2 separate regions of the Sus scrofa genome follow, and region 1 is linked to region 2. Evidence: chromatin contacts called from public Hi-C data. All regions are on one chromosome and are shown on one strand. The core of a region is the stretch at or near the end of the contact, and the rest is flanking DNA. Distances in the headings are between cores, read along the strand shown.

The links. Hi-C and Micro-C count contacts between places; a contact is called where the count stands out from the background.
Region 1: a Hi-C map of heart right ventricle shows a contact between it and region 2, with 3 times the contacts expected there. The contact joins the promoter of PRMT1 here to the promoter of MAMSTR in region 2. A contact is called at or near these places in 1 of 47 Hi-C or Micro-C datasets (heart right ventricle) and 1 of 2 datasets of contacts at active chromatin or transcription factors (alveolar macrophages).

Annotation. Positions count from the first base shown.
Region 1 is chr6:54,717,164-54,721,479 of Sscrofa11.1, reverse strand. It overlaps PRMT1 (protein arginine N-methyltransferase 1), which reads right to left and starts at 2,635. Exons shown (of 9, transcript XR_002344722.1): 1 at 2,488-2,635.
Region 2 is chr6:54,054,883-54,059,513 of Sscrofa11.1, reverse strand. It overlaps MAMSTR (MEF2-activating motif and SAP domain-containing transcriptional regulator), which reads left to right and starts at 1,455. Exons shown (of 9, transcript XM_021094689.1): 1 at 1,455-1,696; 2 at 2,175-2,352; 3 at 3,530-3,567. The coding sequence starts at 2,205. It overlaps RASIP1 (ras-interacting protein 1), which reads left to right. Exons shown (of 13, transcript XM_003127281.5): 13 at 351-766. The coding sequence ends at 550. All of the region lies in intron 1 of LOC102161741 (a long non-coding RNA gene), which reads right to left.

The DNA.
Region 1 (4,316 bases), core at 1,386-3,885, 660 kb before region 2:
CAGGGGAGGGGAGGGAAGGCAGAACCCGGGCAGACACCGGTAAGGACAGAGGAGGGCTGGAAATGGAGTTAAGGAAGTAGCCGCAGTGTTCGGGGGAGGCCAGATGGGGGCCACAAACCTGGAGGGAGTTTGGGCTAAGTGTTTCGGGGGCACAGGGTAAACTGGTTTGAAGCAAGAGGGCTCAGAGTTGGGCCAGTAGGAAGGGCCTGATGTGTGATGAGGTATGTTTATGTGGGGAAGGGGCTCACGAAAGGATATTTACTTCTTCAAGAGGCGGCTGGAGGCTCATCCCATTAGCCAAGGTGGCTACAAAATTCTAGGAGAGAGTAACAGGGAGAAAGGATTAGCTACTGGGAGAGACTAGGGGAGGGCCAGGCCAGGGGACCCGGGCTCTTGGAGAAGGGGGTGTTTCCTACAATTTGGCTTTGCTTTGTGGGGAGTGTGGGAGAGGGAGTGAGCAAAGAGGGAACACTGTTCTTGAAAGGGGTGGGAGAGACAGAGGAAGAGAGGAGGGGGTTCTGTCCCTGCTGAGGCTGGAGAGATGGTGGCCTGCCCCCACGCAGCCCCTCTCGGTCGGGCAAGGCACCTGACCGTGCGCACCTCCCCCATCCAGGCCAGAGGAACTGGCACCCACTGGGCACACAGGCACTGCCAGCTGTCACTCCCCCTCATCATCTAATCCCCCCAGATTAGGTGACACTTCCTGACACACACCCGCATCCTGGGTGCCCTAAGTAGCTGGGGGAGGGGGGCTGGCAGGGTGTACCCACTGGGCATCTGCCACCACTGCAAACCAGTCTCTTGTCTGAGAGGATTCCAGAAAGGAGGTGTGGCACAAGGCACCCCCTCGAGAGCTGGCAGCCCGGCCCCTGGCTGCTGCCTTGGACTCAGCCAAGTCCCAAACAAAGCCAGTTAGAGCCAGTCGCCCTGATTATTACCCTCTGCCGGGGGAGGCCAGACCCAGGACCCTCAGCCCATCTGCCCACATTCAAACAACCGCCGCGGCAGGCCCTGAAACTCCCCAGGTGCGGGGCCAAGTCCTGGGGCAACCTCTGGGGAAGCGCTTTCCTCCACCCACACGGGCCCTGGCCCAGGAGAGAGCCGAGGGGGGCAGGAGTCATTGGAGTGACCCCTGGGAGCTCCCCTCCATTCCAGAGAGGGCTACAAGGTACCGGGCCAGAGTACAGAGGCCCCGCCGGATCGCATCTCTTCCAGATGTACCCACCCGTCAGGCTCCGAGAAGCGTGAAACCACAGACAGAAGCCCCCTGGGCTCCAAGCCCCACCTCCATTCTCCCAAACCCGTGAACACGCGGAAAAAGGAGGGCGGCCTGTGCGGGGATTTCCCGCTGGGTCCTACTTCTCAGCACCGACACCTCCGCCAGGCAGGCCCCCGGAGGGCCTGAAACTCAGCACCGGAACCAGCCTCACACGCCTGCACGAGAACCAAACCTCACGGAACACCGTTTAAGGCATCCACGCTCCGGACCCTCACACAGGGCTTCAGGAAGGGGGAGGTTTCACTCCCACCCTCACAAATGCCCTGGGGAGAGAAACGGAGCAACGTTCGCGGCCTCTAGTCCCTCAGATCCCCTTCCCAAGACAGACTCTCTCTCCCCTCGCCTGGAAGGCTCCAGCGGGGAGGTGGGCTTTGGGACACGCCCCATGAAAAAGAGGTCCCTCCCACACAGCAGAAATGGCCACAAGGGGGTGCACGACGCCTTTTCGGGAAGGACCTCCTTCTGCTAGATGCCCCCCCCCAACCAGAGGGAGGTCACAGGGGCATGCTCCACCCCCCCCCGCCAGCTCCCCAAGCCCCGGGCGGGGGAGAATCCATCGACAGGAAACTGGGGTGGGAGGGGGGCCCAGAGGGAACCAATTCGTCTTCCTCCAATCCCAATTCAAGAATGCACGAAACCTGGACCGATGCCTAAGCAGATGCCCCGCTCCCACAAAGGGTTTGTTCAGGGTCAAGATACATCGGCCCTCCCAAGAGACTCTTTACTTGGCGGAGCCCCTAAGTCAGTCCCACCCCGAGATGCTTGTCACGATCCCCGGGGAGGAGGGCAGGGGGCCTCAGAGGGAGGGTCGGAGCCTCCTCCCCGCCCCCCCTCAGGGCGCCCCTCCCCCGACCGGGGGCGGGGCCTTTGTCCCGCACGTGGAGGCCGCCCGGCCGGCGGGCACGGCACACCCCCTCCCCACCCACCGCGCTGCGGCCACGTGGGGACCAGGCCGGAAGCGCCCCCAGCCCTTCTCATCGTGGGAGGGGGCACGAGACCCTCGATTCTAGGGGGTGCCACAGGCGCTCGAAAGCTAGGGAACCCGCACCTCAAACGGCATCCCGGATCCGGAGCATGCGGCGCCCCCTCCGTACGACTAAAGGATTTCAACCCCAATCCGGCGACTCAGAGCCCCTTCCCCACGACGGAGGCATAAAACGCTGACCCTCAAACTGCCCCCCGCCCCCGACGGCGCTCCAGGCGCTCACCTCCATGATGCAGTTCGCGGCCTCGGCTGCCGCCATCTTCACCCGCACCTACTCCTCCTCCGGCCGCCGAGACCCCCCCCTTCTCCGCACTCCCCCGGGACCGCCTTATACCGGAGGGTCCACGGCCCGCCCACCGCGACCCCGCCAGGAGATCTCATTGGTAACGGAGGTGACCCGTCTGGGAATACCGCTTTGCAATTGGGCTAAAAAGACGCCCATCAAAATTGAGGAGACCGCCCAGTCTGGCGTCCAGAACCCCGCCCCTTTAGGTCGACCGGGATGGGAGGGACTGCCTGTCTATCGCAAGAAGTGCGACAGGTGATTGGGCAAAGTCAACAGGGAGTTCCCGCCCCTTTCCCCTCAGCACCGCCTTCAAGCTTCCCGGCGGACCCCGCGCCAAGCGGACATCTTGAAACAGAGCAGTCTATCACAAAAATGACCCGCCTCTTGATGGCTGCTATTGGTTTATCAGCTGTTGTGACGTCACGAAGCTTTTGGCCGGCCTCAAGGAGAACGTGACGATTGGCCCACGAAAAAGGAAGGCAGGGCTTTAGGCTCCAGCGATTGGCTCAATAGAACTGTCAGTCATCGCCCTTTTGATGGCTTCTCCCAGCCGGAGGGGCGGGCACTCAGGAGGAACGAAGGAGCTTGTGCCCATTTTCCTGAAGGAAAACTGACCCAACGAGAGGCCCAAAGAGAGGGAGTTCATGTCTGGGGTCCCGAAACAAATCAGGAATGGGGCTCGGGCGTCAAGGTATTTAACCCCTGGCCCGCTACTTAATTGTTCCATGTTTTTTAAACCCAGTGACCCCACTCAAGCCACTTTGCTTTTTGCCAAGTCCACCCCTGCAGGTAACACACGCCCCCTTTTTCTGTCCAACTCCTTTGTCAGTCAGGGCGCCCTTTAGCTGCCACCTCCTCCAGGGAGCCTTCCTAAACCTGCAGGAAAATTACGTACTGAATGAAGATGAGTGCCACTGGCAGAATATATGCATCACCCCAGAAAGTTCTTTCATGACCTTTTCTATTCAACATCTCCCCACCCAACCCCAGAAACCATCACTTTCTGTGTTGTCACCGTCACGCATCTTTTCCATGTCTAAAATTTCGTAAAAATGATAAAAACATTTTTGTAAAAATGTAATTACAGTATGTACACAAGTGTTTGTCTTCTTTTACTGAGCATAATGCTGTTGAGAATCATTCATGTCACACCTAGCAGTTGTCCAGTCCTTTTCATGGCTGAGGAGTAGTCCATTGAATCCATGGGTTACATTTTCCTCTTGATGGGTATGTGGGTATGTGGGTGGTTTCCAGGATAGGGCTGTTAGGAATAGAGTGGCTGTGAACCATCATGACCAAGGCTTTCTCTGGATCTATGTTTTCCCTTTTCCTGGGTAAACTGAGAACACAGCTGGGTCATATGCTAGGTGTATCTTTCTAAGAAACTGCCAAAGTTCCCCTCTGTATTGTAGCATGTTGCATTCCCATCCGTGACCCATGAACGTTCTGTGGGCTCCACATCCCCTCCAGCACTTCAAAAAATCAACCTGTAATTTTAAGAGTCTTGTAGGTATAAACCGATTAGCTCATTTGCATTGCCCTCATCACCACGGCTGTTTAGCCTCCTTTCACCTGCCTTACTGGCCATCTGTGTATCTTCTGCCAGGGTCTACTCAAGTCTTTGGTGTATTTTTAACAAGCAGTGCTGTTTTCCCTTTTCTTTTCTTTTCTTTTTTTTTTTTTTCGGCCACAGCCAAGGTATAGAGAAGTTTCCAAGCCACAGCAGTTACACCAGCCATAGCAGTGACAACACAGGATATTTAATC
Region 2 (4,631 bases), core at 206-2,705:
CTCAGCCTCTTTCCCCCGCAAATTACCCCCTTCACCTAGGAGGCCAGATTCCAGGCCTCTCCACTCTAAGGAATCTGTGAAATGAAGTGCCCAGCCCTTCCTTACGGATCCAAGAACCCAACCAGGTCGCCCATTTCCCAGGCCACAGTGGCCTTGCATAGTCTGAACCACAATTCCCATGATGCTTGGGCACCCCAAGGGGAGCCTTTGTGGGGACCCTGCTACAGGAGTTGCTGGTGGGGGGTGTTAAGTTTTTCCTTCCTTCGGGTGTGACGCAGCCTCGGCTCTCCCCGACACTGCTGCCTCATGCCCATTTTCAGAGCTTAACTCCTTGTTCTTCGGTCTCATAGGGGACATCTTCGAAAGCTTCTCCTCCCACCCTCCCCTCATCCTGCCCTTGGGCAGCTCGCGCCTCTGCCTCACCGGTCCGGTGACCGACGACGCCCTGCATCGTGAATTGCGCAGGCTCCGCCGCCTCCTCTGGGACCTTGAGCAGCAGGAACTACCAGCCAATCATCGCCACGGACCTCCCGTGACCACGCCTCCTTGAACACCCATATCGAACGAACGCGCGAACCTTGAAAATTCCTTGGCTTCTAGCCACTAGAGCCCACCCGAGCGCAAAGCTTTCTGGGAATTGTAGTTTTTTTTCCCCCGCGTGGAATACTGGGAGTTTGAGTTCTGGAGTAGTAGAGGATGGGACAATGGGAAGATGGGTTTGGGATTTGAGTACCAGCAGCAATAAAGGTATCTGTCGGATTGGCAACGTCTCACTTGTTAAGACTTGGGAGCGGTGGTGATATTGATTTTCTGTGAAATGAGGCATCAGGGCCCTTGCCGGGAGTGTTGGGCTCCTGCCGAGTTCGCCGAGGTATTTATAGCCACGGCCTCAGCTTGCCCTCTTACATGTAATCCAACCCAGGAGCACGGGGGCCTCCCATGCATTTAAGGACAGGGCTTTAAACTTGTTCTGCCAAAGATCAGTCCTGCCAGTGGGAAATAGCCAACACTTGAAGGGTGACCTCCGAAGCCCATACTCCTCTCTCAGACCCAGGTGTCTGGGTTTCCAAGTCCCTTCTGGCCCTTTCTGCCTGTCGAGCACACCGATGAGTCAGTCTCAGCACCTCTTGTCCCTGTTCTGGAATCCCTCTTCCTTCACACCCGAGAGTACGGAGCTCCCAACCCACTCCTTCAGGCCCAGGAGTCCAAGTCCCCGGCCCTTTCTCTTCGAACGCAGAAATCAGGTCCCCAGCTCCCTCCTCCATCAGAACCAGGAATCCAGGGCTCCAGTTTGAACTTTTCACTCCCCTGAATCCGACTCCCGCTGCTGCGTCAGGGAAAAAGTAAGCGACAGGTGGCACCTGCCTGCAAGGCCGGGGCACGACCACCTGCCGCTGCTGCTCACCCTGAGCCCCTCTCCTGGCACCTGCTTCTGTCAGTCCGACCCCCGCTGCCCCGCCCCACTCCAGGAGGCGGAGGAGGAGGAGGCAGGAACCCCGACGTCAGTCCCGCCCCAGGCCCTCGCAGCCCGTGCTCCCGCCCCTTCTCGGGATGCCAGGAGGGGCTCCGGTCTCCCCCGCCAGCCTCCACCGCTCTCGACGCGCCCCCTAAAGGCTGGTGGGGCGGGGCCTGCGGCCTCTGGCTTAGATCGCGGGACTGAAGCGGCTGCAAAGCACGACTGCGCAGAGCCCACCTGGTGAGAAGCCCCTGGGGTGCGGGGTGGGAGGGGAACCCGCCCTAACTCTTCTGTCACCTCTCTGATCCCAGTCCCTTCCCCATCGACCGTGGTGGCTGACATCCACCCACGCCCTTCTAAAAAGCAGGAGGCAGAGACCATTCTGCTCCCCTGGGACCTGCCCTTGATCAAGGCTGTTGGTTAGATTTTAGGCCCCTCGGAGTATTGAGTTCCTGCCCTTCATCCCCTTTTCCTTCCTCCCCTTTCACAGATCTGGGGTCCAGGCCACCAGTGCCCTCCTTCTTAGGACCCAGGAGCCCCAGACTTCAGGTCCTTTCTCCCTCAGGCTCCAGGATTGGGGCCTTCAGCCCCTTCTCCCTCACACCCAGAAGTCCTGGTCCCCAGCCCTCTGGTCTCTCACACCCAGGAGTCTGGGCCCCCAGTCGCCTCCTTCCCCAGGATTCAGAAGATACCACTCAAGGCCTCCCCCTTCTCTAAGTTCCTTAGGCCCTTTCCCTGCTGTGTTCACATGCGGGGGACGCCTTCTGACCTCCACTCTGACCCTGCCTCCTGTGGGGGCCCTGCCCTCCCCAGTCCAGGTCCCCGACCAGCCTTGGCAATGACCCTGGCGGCTTCCTCCCAGCGCTCCCAAATCATTCGTTCCAAGTTCCGATCGGGTGAGAAGCTTCTCTCAATGAATGTAGGGGAGGGGTCCCCCGGTCCTGGGGACATAATCTGACTCTGGGAGTGTGCACGGCGGCGGTGAGATGGGAGGGGGGTGGTTACACCCAGGAGACATATGTTTTCTGTGCAAAAGATAATTTGTGTGTATAAAGGAAGCTCCAGCAAAGCAGTCGAGTTGTGGACAGTGAGTGTACAAATGGCTAGTGCGATGCTCACTCGAACAGTGGGGAGTAGACTTGGGGTGGGTGTGCAGAGGGCCGGTACCGTAAAGGCAGAGGGGTTTAAACTGATACTGTGCAAAGAGGAGGAGCACCCAGCGCTGGGACTTCAGAGTGCCCGGTGTGGAACTGTGGGTGAGGGAGGGGACAGTGAGTTGGGAAGCCTCGAAAGGGTCAAAGGGTGCACTGCATGTCCCAGCGCAGGTGGAAAGTGTGCACGTGGGGATACCTGGAAGTCAAGTCCTGAGTAGACAGCGTGCTTGAGTGTGCAAATAAGTGTGCTTCCATAGTTGGGTGGGTACAAAGATAAGAAAACCAAAGAGCAAGGAGTGTGCAAGAGTGTACTTGCACAAAGAGCAGAAATGTGCAAAGAGAGATCTTTGCTCCAAAACTGGGGGGGGGGGCAAATCATGAATGTGCAAATAAGTGTGTTCACGTGGCTGGGTGTGTGCCAAGACAACGAGCCAAGCATGAAGCGGGGCAAAGGGTACCAGTGGGCAAAAAGAGTGTAGGTGCAAAACCAGAGCCCCAGGAAATGCGTGTTTAAAGGTTGGTGTGCCAAGGGGGTGACTGAGGGGAGGTAGCACAGAAGGGTGTGTGCAAAACGGGGTGCACGGAGAAAAGGAGGCACGGGACAAACGCTAAGACGGCGAGGATGGGTGGGCATGGCTGGTGAGGGGGCAGGTGGAGCCGGGGGCAGGGCCGCCTCCCACCCACACGCTGCCTGGCTCCCAGCCCCAGAGCGGCTCTGGCCTTCAGCGCTGTGCTGGCAGGGAGCAGGCAGAAGGCCCGGGAAGGGAGCCGGCTGCCCGCCCACCCGCAGCCTGCGCTCTCGGGGTGTGTAAGGGGGCTGGGCACGTGGTCCCAGCAACAACTGCAGCTCACACCCGCCTGCCAGGCCGGGCTCTTGGACACTCCCTTCCTGCCTTTCTCCTCCCCCATCCCTCCACAGTTCTTCAGCTTCGGATCTACAGACGGTATCAGGACCCAGTAAGTGTGGGCCCTGAAAGGGCGGGGATGGTGGCCCTGCTCCCCTCGGGGCACCCAGGACTGCGGCCACCAGATATCCAGCTTGGTTCCCGAGCCTCAGTCCCTAGGCCCCAGGGGTACACTGAAGTCCCATCCTGTCCTTTCCCAGGACCTGGGAGGACAGGTCCCACGGCTGCCCCACCCCAGGAGCTTTCCTTCCCGCTCTCGGGCTTTTCTCACTGCAGTGAAATGCATGAATCTTGTTTCTTTGGAGAAGACAGGCATCCCAGACTCCATACTTGGCATGCACACAAATCTCAGGACACAGCTTTCAGCCTTTCTCTCCCCCCAAGAACCAGGAGTGCTGGCTCCACCCTTGTCCCAGCAAAACCCCAGAGATCTGTGATCTCCAGCCGTCACCCACCACAGCCCTTGGTGACTGGGGGTGTCATTCCTACCTCTCTCTCTCCTTGGCTACACTCCAGGCATGTGGAAGTCCCCAGGTCAGGGACTGAACCTGCGTCAGAGCAGTGACCCAAACTGCTGCAGTGACAAGCTAGACCCTTAACCCACTGTGCCACAAAGAACTCCTCCTACCTCTCTAGAGCATACAAAAGACTGGGTCCCTAGCACCCTCAGATCCAGGAGTCTAGGCACCCAGCTCCCACCACTTGGGTTTCACTCACCGCCTGTCCTTCTGCACCCTGGGGGAACTGGGACCTCCGGGGCCCTCCTTCCCACACAGCCTTGTTCCTCCCTGCCTGGCTTGTTGCCTGCAGACCTGTCAGGGTCCTTTGCCGCCTCTCCAGTCTCAGACCCAGATCCGTGGATCTCAGCCTCAGGCCCAGCTCTGGCTCCAGCCCCAGCCTCACCCTCGGGCCCTGCCCCTTTCCTCTTCAACCCTGGGGTCCTTCCGGAGCCAGAGTACTGCCCTTGGAGGTCCCTGAAGAAGGTGAGTTTTGACCAGAGTGAAGGGAAGTCCTCCTAAGAGTCTAGCCTTGGTCTTCCTTGCTGCTGCTCATTTTGCTTCTTTTGGTGGTGACAAGCTAACCCCATACTTAGCATGGGGCTCAGGGGCAGGAAAG